Regions from separate parts of the Drosophila melanogaster genome. Here region 1 is linked to region 2. A link is a contact called in public Hi-C data. All regions are on one chromosome and are shown on one strand. The core of a region is the stretch at or near the end of the contact, and the rest is flanking DNA. Distances in the headings are between cores, read along the strand shown.

Evidence for each region. Hi-C and Micro-C count contacts between places; a contact is called where the count stands out from the background.
Region 1: a Hi-C map of the Kc167 cell line shows a contact between it and region 2, with 2.5 times the contacts expected there. A contact is called at or near these places in 65 of 107 Hi-C or Micro-C datasets (the Clone 8 cell line, the D17-c3 cell line, the Kc167 cell line and 22 more) and 5 of 7 datasets of targeted methods (the Kc167 cell line and the S2 cell line).

The regions. Positions count from the first base shown.
Region 1 is chr2L:19,121,148-19,126,851 of dm6, forward strand. Phb1 (Prohibitin 1) reads right to left here and starts at 2,722. Exons shown (of 3, transcript NM_001169541.2): 1 at 2,610-2,722; 2 at 1,974-2,409; 3 at 198-1,670. The coding sequence starts at 2,405. The coding sequence ends at 1,272. It overlaps l(2)37Cb (lethal (2) 37Cb), which reads right to left. Exons shown (of 4, transcript NM_136102.4): 1 at 5,427-5,704; 2 at 5,229-5,365; 3 at 3,599-5,168; 4 at 2,851-3,531. The coding sequence ends at 2,904.
Region 2 is chr2L:19,065,980-19,071,473 of dm6, forward strand. It overlaps CG10702, which reads right to left and starts at 3,872. Exons shown (of 7, transcript NM_001201912.2): 1 at 3,784-3,872; 2 at 2,224-3,239; 3 at 1,803-2,044; 4 at 1,593-1,721; 5 at 1,185-1,538; 6 at 822-1,125; 7 at 1-759. The coding sequence starts at 2,598. It overlaps CG17343, which reads left to right. Exons shown (of 2, transcript NM_136096.3): 2 at 3,465-3,694. CG17572 reads right to left here. Exons shown (of 6, transcript NM_136097.4): 5 at 5,445-5,494; 6 at 5,152-5,326. The coding sequence ends at 5,213.

The DNA of each region.
Region 1 (5,704 bases), core at 1,472-3,971, 54 kb after region 2:
ATGTGGCTTAAATGTTTATGCCAAATATATCGAGAGATATAATACAAAAATTCAAAATATTTTTCAAAACTGTTTTCGTGACCGTTTTTTTTTTTTAAAGTTCCCAAAATCTCGAAGTTTATACGGACAGACAAACATGGGTATATCGGCTCGGCTAATGATATTGGAATACGACAGGAAAATCATTATCTTCCTTTAATTACTATTTAAAAGAATCAAGTAAACACTTTTAGCCTACGACAAAAGAAAATAATTTCTTTCAGTGTAGGGCTGCTGAGAATCCTGCGGGTGGTCCAACTGTTGCTGAGTGCGAGCAAAGTGCGTGTGCCTGACATTTCAACGAAGCCACTTTGGCAAATCACTTGGCTGAATCAACAGATTTATACGCCATGCCAACGGCTCTGCTTTCGATTTTAATGCGCTGGGTGCTCCACCCACACGCCAGCCAACAGCCACCAGCCACCAGTCGCCCAACTACCCACCCACATTATGCTGCTTTACGGGTGGCTGGAGTTCGGGTCGATTGAGGCGAAGAATACTACAATTTGATTTATGACCATCTTGAGTTGCGAATGAATGCGAAAGTATTCTCCGCTTATAGGGGTCGAATGGCGCCTTTGAGAGGGGGATTGCATAAACAGGCATCATATGGGGTAAACAAGGGCCGAGATAAGCGAGCGGGTGTTTGGTGTACACATCACATCGCTGAGCTTCAATAGGTCACGTATTTTGTCTAAATCTATATGATATGGGCAAGTGATTAGATTCGTTTTAGGATCGATCTGTAATTAATTGGGAAAGTAAAAGTAAAGTAAAAAGAAAGTAAAAGTTCATAAATTAAATAACATTTCCTGCATAACCATAACCACACTCAATTTAAAAGCCCACTCATGTAGGGATTATCATTTATTGTTTGTTCACATAATGAAATTTTCTTACGGTCTGTGTTTCTTTCAATTACTGGAGTTGTTTTAAGCCCGGTGCCGATCTTAAGGACCAATTCAGCAGGACGCGCACACGAACGACTCAAACGGAAACAACAAAAGTTGAGCCGCATTCGGAGCGCACACTGCGACCGGATTTCGAACCCGATCGGGAAGATAATGGAAAAACCGATTACATGAGACAAATTTTGGTTGTTTCGCTTAGTATTCTCCAGTCAGTCGGGCGCGAACGCTTTAGAGTAGTGCATATTTCAGCAGAAACAAAATCGAAAAGTACTTAGTAAATGCTATAGGTAGTTACAACTTAACGGAACTAGATGCACCCAGCTACTGCGCGATGGTCGATGGCAGATTGAGCAGCGTGCTCTGTCCGCTGGGCAAGTAGGCGACACCACGGGACCGGGATAGCTGGTAGGCGATATCCTCGGCGGCCTCAATACGTCGCAGCTCCACCAGACCGTCTCCGGCCTCGCCGAATGACTTGGCCAACAGGCCAGCGGCTTCGGCATCACCCTCCGCCGAAATGATGGACGCCAGCTTCTGTTGCTCGGCCTTCTCCACGACAAAACGCGCCTTCTCCGCCTCCTGCTGGGCCACCTGCTTCATCTCGACGGCCAGCGTGAACTCCCGACCGAAGGTCAAGTGCGTGAGCGAGATGTCATCCAGAATAAAGCCGAACTGCTTGGCACGTACAGTCAGTTCCTGGGAAACGCGCTGCGACACCATCTGCAAAGAGGTAATCACGTTAAGTACGGGCATGAAAGTATTATATTTCCGACTGCATAAGTTGAATAATAATCCAATTCTTAAGCTTCAATTCTCAAAAGAGCAATAAGCCTAGACTTAAGCGCCGAGATCGCGTTCTTGCTTACACAATCAAATTTAAATCGAAAATAAAATACGCGTGAAATACGATGAGATCTGATGACCTGATACTAAGTAAACATAAGCGCCTCTGGTGAAACACAAGGCCCATCAAAAAAGCTTTATCCTAAAGAAACTGAGGGCTCTCCTGATGTTTTTACTCACCTCACGCTGGGTGATCAGCTCGCCGGCGTCGAACTGGGCGACCACAGCCTTCAGCACCTCAGGCGCGATGGAGGGCAGGACACGCTCGTCGTAGTCCTGGCCGAGAATGGTGTAGATCTTGGGCAGCTGGTCTGGAATGGGGCGGTACAGGATTCGGAGCGTGATGTTGACATTCTGCAGATCCTTGCTGCCCGTTATCACAGGAACGTTGCGGGGCTGGGACCGGATGTCGAAGATGATGGGCCGCTGCACCCATGGGATGAAGAAGTGGGTACCCTCGCCGACCACGTTCTCCTTGATGCCGGTGAAGCGATCGAAGATGACCGCCCGGTGGCCGCCTTCCACATTATATAATGCCGAATTGACAACGCCACCCAAAACGGCCACTCCGAGGCCCATTTGGCCAATGCGATTAAAGAACTGAGCAGCCATTATCCTTTGAATAAAACAAACGTAATGTATTTAGTTACTGTTCTATAAACTATATATGTAAATGAAAGCCGACTGGACTTGGAAATTTCATCAGTTTTTAGGTTAGAACGTCATGGTTTAATGACAATGTGCTGTTTGCGTGTTTTTATCCCCTGTTCTTCCTGGTCTTCAAACGCAGTTAGCTCGGCTCGCTCATAGACTCACTTGTTAAAGGTTTTTGGTTGCACTTAAATTAAATTATTGTGCAATTTTGCTCTTTGAAATGCAAAACACGAAATACAACCACACGGCCTGTTATCGATAATACAACTGTCGGTGGGGCCGCCATATATCGAAACGTACTAATAAGAATCGTATTCGATTGTTTCCTAAGATTATCGATTATCGAAATTTAAAAAGAATAATAATAAACAAAGCCAGTTTACAATATCAAACTACAAATGGTGAAATTTACAATAAAAGTTTATTATTAATTGAAAACTAAAAACCCCCTCAAAATTATTGCGCCATTTCGGCTCGCCCGGCGACTTTTGGCATCTTCTTGTTCGTCGAATCCTCCAGCTCCTTGGCCTTGTAGTAGTGCGGAGCCACCTCCAGCAACCACTTGCTCTCGATCTCTATAACCTGACGCATGTACTCCTTGGAGGTGAACACCAGCTCGTGATAGAGCACCCAGCGCGGCAGCTCCTCAAAGAGCGAGGAGTTCGGATGTATCATCACGGTCTGATTGTGCTTGATGGTCTTGTAGTGACCGCCCTTCGAGAGTCGCGCCACATGGTAAAAGTAACCAGCGGTGGCTGCCTTGCGCACGTTTACTGTTTCTGGCAGGCAGCTGACCATGTCGATCTCGACACGCTGCATCAGTCCCACCAGCTGCTCCCGCACGTCGCGAGCCCGCTTCATCGATCTGTACTGGATGAAGTTCTCGTAGCACCACTGGGTGCTGTAGTCCGTCTCCGCCCACTGATTGTAGACCTGCAGGAGGCTCAAGTGGTCGCCGTGCATGTGATTGAAGTTTTTTCGGGCTGTGTCCGCGTGAATGATTTTGTCCTTGGGCCTGTAGAAAATGGCGCTATTCACGGACAGCATGGCTGCAATGGTCACCATCTCCTCGGAGCATTTGTATCTAAAACAAAAATATACGAATATTATACGAATTATTTCACTTCTGGTTTGTTAGATCGATTACATACTTTTCGCTTGCCAGCAGCATCTTGCCCATCATGGGATCCACGGGAAACTCGGCCATCCGTCGACCCAGCTTGGTTAACTCTCCATGGTGATTAAGTGCACCCAGGGCATATAGCTGCTCCAAAGCCAATACCAGTGTCTCGTGCGGCGGAGGGTCCAGAAAGTCGAAGTGTATCAGATCATTGATGCCCAGAGCCTTTAGCATGAGCACCGCATTGCCCAGATTAATACGCTGTATCTCCGGAACGGTATTGTCCTCCAGTTCATGCTTGTATGCCCACGCCGTATACAGACGGAAGCACTTTCCCGGAGCAGTTCGTCCCGCTCTGCCCGCTCGCTGATTGGCGGAGGCCTTGGAAATGGGCACCACCATAAGCGACTCCATGCCAGTGCGGGAATTAAAATTGTTCTGCTTGGCAAACCCAGGATCAATTACATAAATGATGTTGTCGATGGTTAGCGAAGTCTCTGCGATATTTGTGGCCAGGATAACTTTTCGGGCATTCGGCGGTGTGGGTTCGAAGATTTTGGCCTGCATATCACTCGGTAGATTCGCATAGACGGGTATAACGATCAGCTCACGTATTTTGGAGCCCAGCCGCTTTACGCGATCATGCAGAACCTCCTGGCAAGTCTCGATCTCATCCTGACCCGTGAGGAAGACTAGAATGTCGCCCAAAGGTTGAGTGGCATGAATCTGCAAAACTGAAACGCAACACGCGTCGATGTAGTCCGCTTCCGGAGCCTTGGTGTAGAATATGTCCACTGGATAGCGGCGACCAGGTATCCGAAAGATGGGTGCATCATCGAAGAACGCGGAGAACTTTTCCGCATCCAGAGTGGCACTGGAAATGAGCAGCTTCAACTCTGGTCTAAAGCGAGCAATATCCTTGACCAGGCCAAACAAAATGTCCGTGTGCAGTGTCCGTTCGTGAGCCTCATCGATAATCATCACACTGTAGGAGGCCAAGTCGGGTTCCGAAAGGAACTCTCGATGCAGGGTGCCGTCCGTCATGTACTTGAGAATGGTGCGATCCGAGGTGCAGTCCTCGAAACGGATGCTGTAGCCCACCTCGTTGCCCAGCTTCACGCCCATTTCCTCGGCCACGCGTGCTGCCACCGACATGGCGGCCACACGACGTGGTTGCGTGCATCCGATCATCTTCTTGTCCTTGGTGAAACCAGCTTCCACGAGGTACTGCGGCACCTGTGTCGTTTTGCCCGAGCCTGTTTCTCCTTCGATGATGAGCACCTGATGTTCCTTTACAGCAGCAATCAGATCCTCCTTGAACGGATAAACGGGCAGTGATCTTCTGGTTTCGTCCAATGTCAAACGTTTGCGTTCCTTCTCCGTGAGTTCGGGCTGTCGGCTAGATGATTTCTCTCGACTTCCGTCCAGGGTAAGGGCTTGGATGAAATCGATTTGATCGTCAAGTAGCAGCTCATACTCCTCCTCCGCCTTGGCATCTTTCGCGCCGAAATGGAAACGCGCCGAAGCCAGCTGTTCAGCCTCCCATTTCTTCTGCTCTGAGTTGGGTTGCTTCTCAAACTCATCAACCTCAACGTATTCAGCTTAAGTGGAAAAATAACATATAAGTATTTATCGAGGACCAACGTACGTTGTCTACATACATCGCTCTCCCTTTTTCAGGTCCTGCGGCATATTATAACGCTGGATGCGCTCTAGTTCCCGCGCCTTCTCGTGCTCCTTGGCGATGTTCAGCAGTTGCTTCTTGTACTCGCGCTCCTCCTTCTCCCGTTTGGTCAGGCTGAAAGCAAACCAGGATTATTTGGATACCTATGTAGGTAAGGATTAAGCTATGATCCTACACGCTCTCATCGAAGAGGTACTCATCGTCCAGGATGTCCGCCTCCAGCTCGGCCACCTTGTCATCCTTGCGCTTCTCCAGGTACTGGCGACGCGACTGCAGACGCAGGTGAGGCACTATCTTGTCCCGATCCTCATGCTCAAGCTTCAGTCGCTTGGTGGCCTCCTCGATGGCCCTTCGTCCGCCGGTGGAATCAACCACATTGCGCGTCCGATCGTCATCCCGCTTCTTCAGCCGGCTGGCGAACTCGTCGCGCTCCTGCAGGTCCTTTAGGCGAGA
Region 2 (5,494 bases), core at 2,622-5,121:
GCAGGCTTGCAGCTGAAGCGCGTACAGGCGATAGCGATGCAGCGCCTTAAGCTCGTACTCCGTGGTGTTTCCCGGCAGCCGAAGCTGTGGAAGCGAGACCTCGGTATGTGCCAGTCGTCGGCACTGCTCGCGATCATCAAGGGTGCAGCGATATTGTTCCCTCATGTCCGCAATGAAACGAGAGTCCTCAAACTGCTCGGCCTTCTGGGCACAACAGTCGTCGTAGTCCTCGTACGCCATCCACCTGGGGCCGTCCATGTCCTGCCACACGTACGACGGCTGGTGGCAGTAGTTCCTCTGTTCTATATAATCCTGATCATCGCTTAATTCGAAAACCGTCAGAAGAAAGCTAACATGGTCGTGACTGGCCATTTGAACCGTCAGCGAGCTATCCGTCTTCTTGACCAGCTCCAGCAACGGAGGCTTTGGTATGTCCAGCTCCGTCTGCACGTAGGTCAATTCGCTGCGTGCCTCATACGCTTCATGCGCCTCATCATTGCCGAAAGTACGCAACAGGACGACATACCGTGTGTCCGGTTGAAGATCATCCAAGTCGAAAAGATAGTGTGTGCCATTTTCGATCAGATCGTCGGGGAAGAGCAGGCGTCGTTTCCAGTTGATTCGTGTACATATGGGCGCGTCCAGTTCACTTTCTTCGTGGTATAGTTTCCCCGGCAATAAAGGTCGGTGGATCAGCTCGATCTTCTGGCTTGTTTGAGACTTGAGCCAGCTTAGCTTCACAGACCGATGGGTTCGTTTCTGTATATAAGTAAAATAGAAATTTGCACTTTATTTCTTAAGAAAAGCTACAAGCTATTTACCTGCACATATAGCTGCAATTTCAAGGGGCTGCACTGCACCTCCTGGTCGTTGGTCTGCAGGGAGTCCAGGGCTCTATCATGGGTCACAGCGTTTTGGAATTCTCGCATCCTCCGGTTGCACAGTTTGTTGTTGCGATGCATGAACATGCCGCCCTCCATGAACTCCAGTTGCCGCGAAGGTGTCCACAACTCGGACAGCTCCTTGTTGTCATAAAGTATGAAGGAGTAGTGGCGATTCTCTAGGGGATCACCGTGAACGCGCTCTAGGTTTCTCAGGAATTGCAAGCTTCTTAGCTGGGAGGAACTGCGACAAGAAATAAGTATGTTAAATGGCAGTGAAACAGCCAAGGAAATCATACCCACCGATAGACTTTAACATGCCCACGAACCTCGCGCATACTAGTGAAGCTCTGGTACAGCTGCGTCTCGTTCACCTTGTTGCGGATTGTGATGACCAGGCTGCCATTGAAGATCTGACAGCCACGCAAATTCTCTGCATCAGCCAGATTGTATACGGTGAACGCTTTTCCTGGCCACTCCGGCGTGCAGAAGCTGATACAAGCCTCATCGGGGCTACAGAGCACGCACTCCGACCGGTTGTTCGTCTTGTAGCCGCTGGGACAGAAAGCTACGCACTGTGATCCGGAAATAACATAGCCGTGCTTTAGCACACACTCGGCCTTCGTATAGCAGCGCTGATAGTTCTCCATGACGTACCTGTAAGACAGTATGTCTTTATAGAGCCGGATGCGACAGAAAGTGTTCACTCACTTGTCCTTCGGACAGCTCTTCACGCAGACACCATCATCACTGAGTCCGCGGCAAACGCTGCAGTCAGCTGGGGATGATGAGTTGTTCTTGCAGCCGCCCAAGCACTCCTCATGGCAGGCGTTTATGTTGCTGCGATTGATAAGGGATTCGAATTTACCATTCAAGGAGAGTATAAACAGTTAGTCTGCATTCATTTCCAATAATACTCACGCCTTTGGATTGGCGACATTTTCGTTGATGGATCTTTGGCAGTAATGATTCGACCAGCAGTGGGAGGAACTGCATCCAGAGCAAACCGGTGTGCTGCAGTTTTTATTCACCATTATTATGTTGTTCTCGCCTCTGGTGAGAGTCAGCAGATCCCAATTAACACGGCCGATGCTGCAGAGCTTGGGGCAGCTGCCGATGTAGACTTGTCCTCGTTGTATTGCCACCAATTTGGGAAATACCAACTGGGAGTTCAGGAGTTATCGAAATGGAGATTATTTTACACAAGTTTTAAAAGGAAAAAATCATGCAAATGGTTCAGAATTAGAAATAGTCCAAGAAATTTGGGATTTCTTCTTATAACACGAGCACTTTAAGGATCAATCTTTTCCATTTTCAATGGACTGTACGTAGGATCTCTCACCTGTTCCAGCTCGTGCATGTTGGTCACTCCGAGCGCGTAGTTAAGGAACAGCCGGCGACCCCGAATGACGGTCAGGTGCGGGAACATTTCGGTGATGTTGACCAGGCCGCGCACGTCGGTGAAGATCATGAACTCGGTGATTTCGGTGAGCAGTGGGTACGAGTACTCCGAGAAATTGCAGCGCTGCTCGATAGTGATCAGCGTGATCATCACGTATCCGGTGACAACGGTGCAGTTGTCCAGCAGATGCATGTTCTTGCACTCGTTTCGGATGTCGATGCTGGTGCACTCGTGCTCCTTTTTGGATTCGGCGCAGGGGACATATAGCGCCAGGAACATGAGGCCAACGCCCAGCAGCATGTTGCCGCAGTGCATGTTGCCAAGCTTGTACTTGAAAAGAGTTTTGAAGTTTATTTTTCGCTTATCCTCTTTAGCTTCTTTTGCCGGCAGCGCTGTCGCCCCCACATATTGCGACGCTTCTACCGAACCTATGTTTTTTTTTTCGATCCGATCAGCTTACAGTTAGTTGTACATACATATGTAGCACGCCCAATTAGCGCCCTTACTCTCCAGCGTCCATCTGATTAGGACCGATATTTATGACTTGGGCGCTTTTTTTGAGCTCTCGCTATCGTTGGCGAAATATCGCGCACGGAGGGCTCGCTTTTTGTTGTTAAATCTACGCTAATTATTTTGGTTCACTGTCTAGATCGGAAGCGTAAACAAACACGTTACCACACAAGCGCATTACGCACGTCAAAAACAATTCCTTCGATCGTATTTGTTTATTGTTTGTTTTTTAATTGGATTAGTTTTGGGCTCATGCAGAGCGATCTTCGGCTCTTATATTCACTCGCGGGGGTTGCCATACACTCAAATCATCTTTTCCTAATAGAGAACTATAAATTCTCTTATGGTATTTGGGCAGAACAACAGAACAACTCATTTCAAGAAAGCAGGTCTGCTTGTCTCAAATTTTCAAATATTCTTTATTAGCTCGGCATCAGGATCTTGAGCTTGAAAAACAAGTGTGTTATAAACATTTTTAAAAATAACAATTTTTAAAATCACTGATAATTTTTGATAGTATTTTTTTAAATACAGATTCTAGCGATTCCGTTTTAAATTTTATACAATAATGGGCATAAATTAAATCTTTATAATTCTAATTCTTTAATAGTTTAAATACATTTTCTTTTTAAATGTATATATTTATATTATAATATATAATATATTTCCAGGGGAATTAACACTTTGATCGTCACTACCTCAATGGATGAAGCACTTAGTTTTTAAGAAATTGTATTTTGTAATTTACACTGTAAAAACATCTTGTGCTTTTTCGCGCACTGCAAGCGAAATTAGAATTGATCGTCGTAGTTCACTAATATATTTTAGCTATACAATTAGACACCTCAATTAGTTGGTGCCAAACAGCCAGACTGTTAAATATAAGAATTCTAAAAAATCGAAAAAATCCAGAATTTCATTCTTGGGCAACTTTTGATGGCCACACACACACACACGGCAACAACGGTAGGCAATTAAAATATTTTCGACCTTGTTCGAAGGATCTTTTCGCCCAGTGCAAAATGGGAGATGCGAGAGCGCGACGCGGTGCTCACCTCGCGACGATCGACTGCCGACTGACCGTCTGGGAAGCTCGTCCGTCGCGGAGAGCAAACAAATTGATTTTCCATTTAGTGGCTTCTGCCCCAGCATCGCCGCCGTCCCCGGGACTCGCCGATGGACAGATACTCTGCCTTCGGCGGGGCAAAGTGTTCTCGTGAATTGATTAGGCCGTTGTTTGATTTCTGCGGGAATGTGAGCCAGTTAATTTGTCAGCGCGGGCAGTTAATTTGTACGCAGCTTATGCAATGGCCAGCAATCGAGGAATTCGAGGAATTCCATTCTATTCCGATTCTATGCGCTCTTTGGCGCAGTGCAGCCATTTCGATTTTTATGGCCCCACTTATGGGCTCCAGCACCAGCACCAATTCCAACTCCAGCTCCTGCCAAACCACCAGCTGATCCCAGTGGCTCATAAAAACAGCTGACTCCAATTAGCCACATGGCACCGGTACCGGCATCCTCATCGGCATCTCGGACTCTTCTCTCCGCACGCACATGGTCAACTCAAAGCCCATGCAGGAGAATTCCCATGCAGACTTTGGAGCGATTAAGTTTAACGAGCCGGCAATGAGGAGTTTTCGGTTTCGGAGAGCATAGAACGTGCATAAAAAAAGAAGGTGGAGCTCTGACACAAAACAGGGAATATGGCTAAAGTGAATTCTAAATAAAAGTTACTGGAGAATTGGCTAAGATATATGAAGTATCGATTCTGAAGTATATGCTTCAAAATATTATTATGCCACATTAATTCATATGCATTTTTTCTCTTGTGTACTGTGCTTGAAATCAGTGGTTCACCTTGATTAACTCATTTGATGGAACCACTTAATTGAAAAATGTCTTCCCTTTTAAATGTGCTCTAATAAAAGGAATAAATAAAAATTGCTGGAATAAATAAGAATCATCATGTGAGTTTTTTATCATGGGTAAGTTTATATCAAGTTTTATTCATTAATTGTTCAAATATTCAATGCTATAATCACAATCTGTTTTAGTTGAATATGGCCAACATCTATCTCAAACAATATCAAATAAATACATTCATTTTAAAAAAAGAAAAGATTGTAGAGTGGGGTTCCAATTGTCCACATGTTTTACTTCCCTATCGTCATCTTATTTGTATAAAAGATCATTTTCTTATTTTTCAGCCCCGGCGAGTGGTTCGTGTCAGAGTTCAATTAATTCAATTAAGTGATTGGGTGCGTGTAAACTCAGATCAACATATCAGATCAATGGGCAGCGCCACAGAACGCAGTAGCTTTCTACGATAGCTTTGAATAATGAATATAGTCCGCTGTTGGTATTTATTCATATCTTTATTTAAATAATGCAATTTTAGGTTCTACTTAAGTGGAGTCTACTCCGGCGGCGTGTTGTCGTGAATCCACTCGGAAAAGTGGGCCACGGATGTGTAGACACTCGGGATGCGCAGACCGCCGCAGTTATCAGATCCAAAGGACATGATGCCGATCTGTGGGATAAGTTACATTAAGTTTTAGTTGCAGATAAATACATATATAAAGTTTTTCAAGCACTAGATAGCAATAAATTATGATTTATTGAACGGTGAATCGAATGCGTTTCATTACCTGTGAAAAGATGCCGTTCTCTTGTATGAAAAGCGGTGCTCCGCCGAATC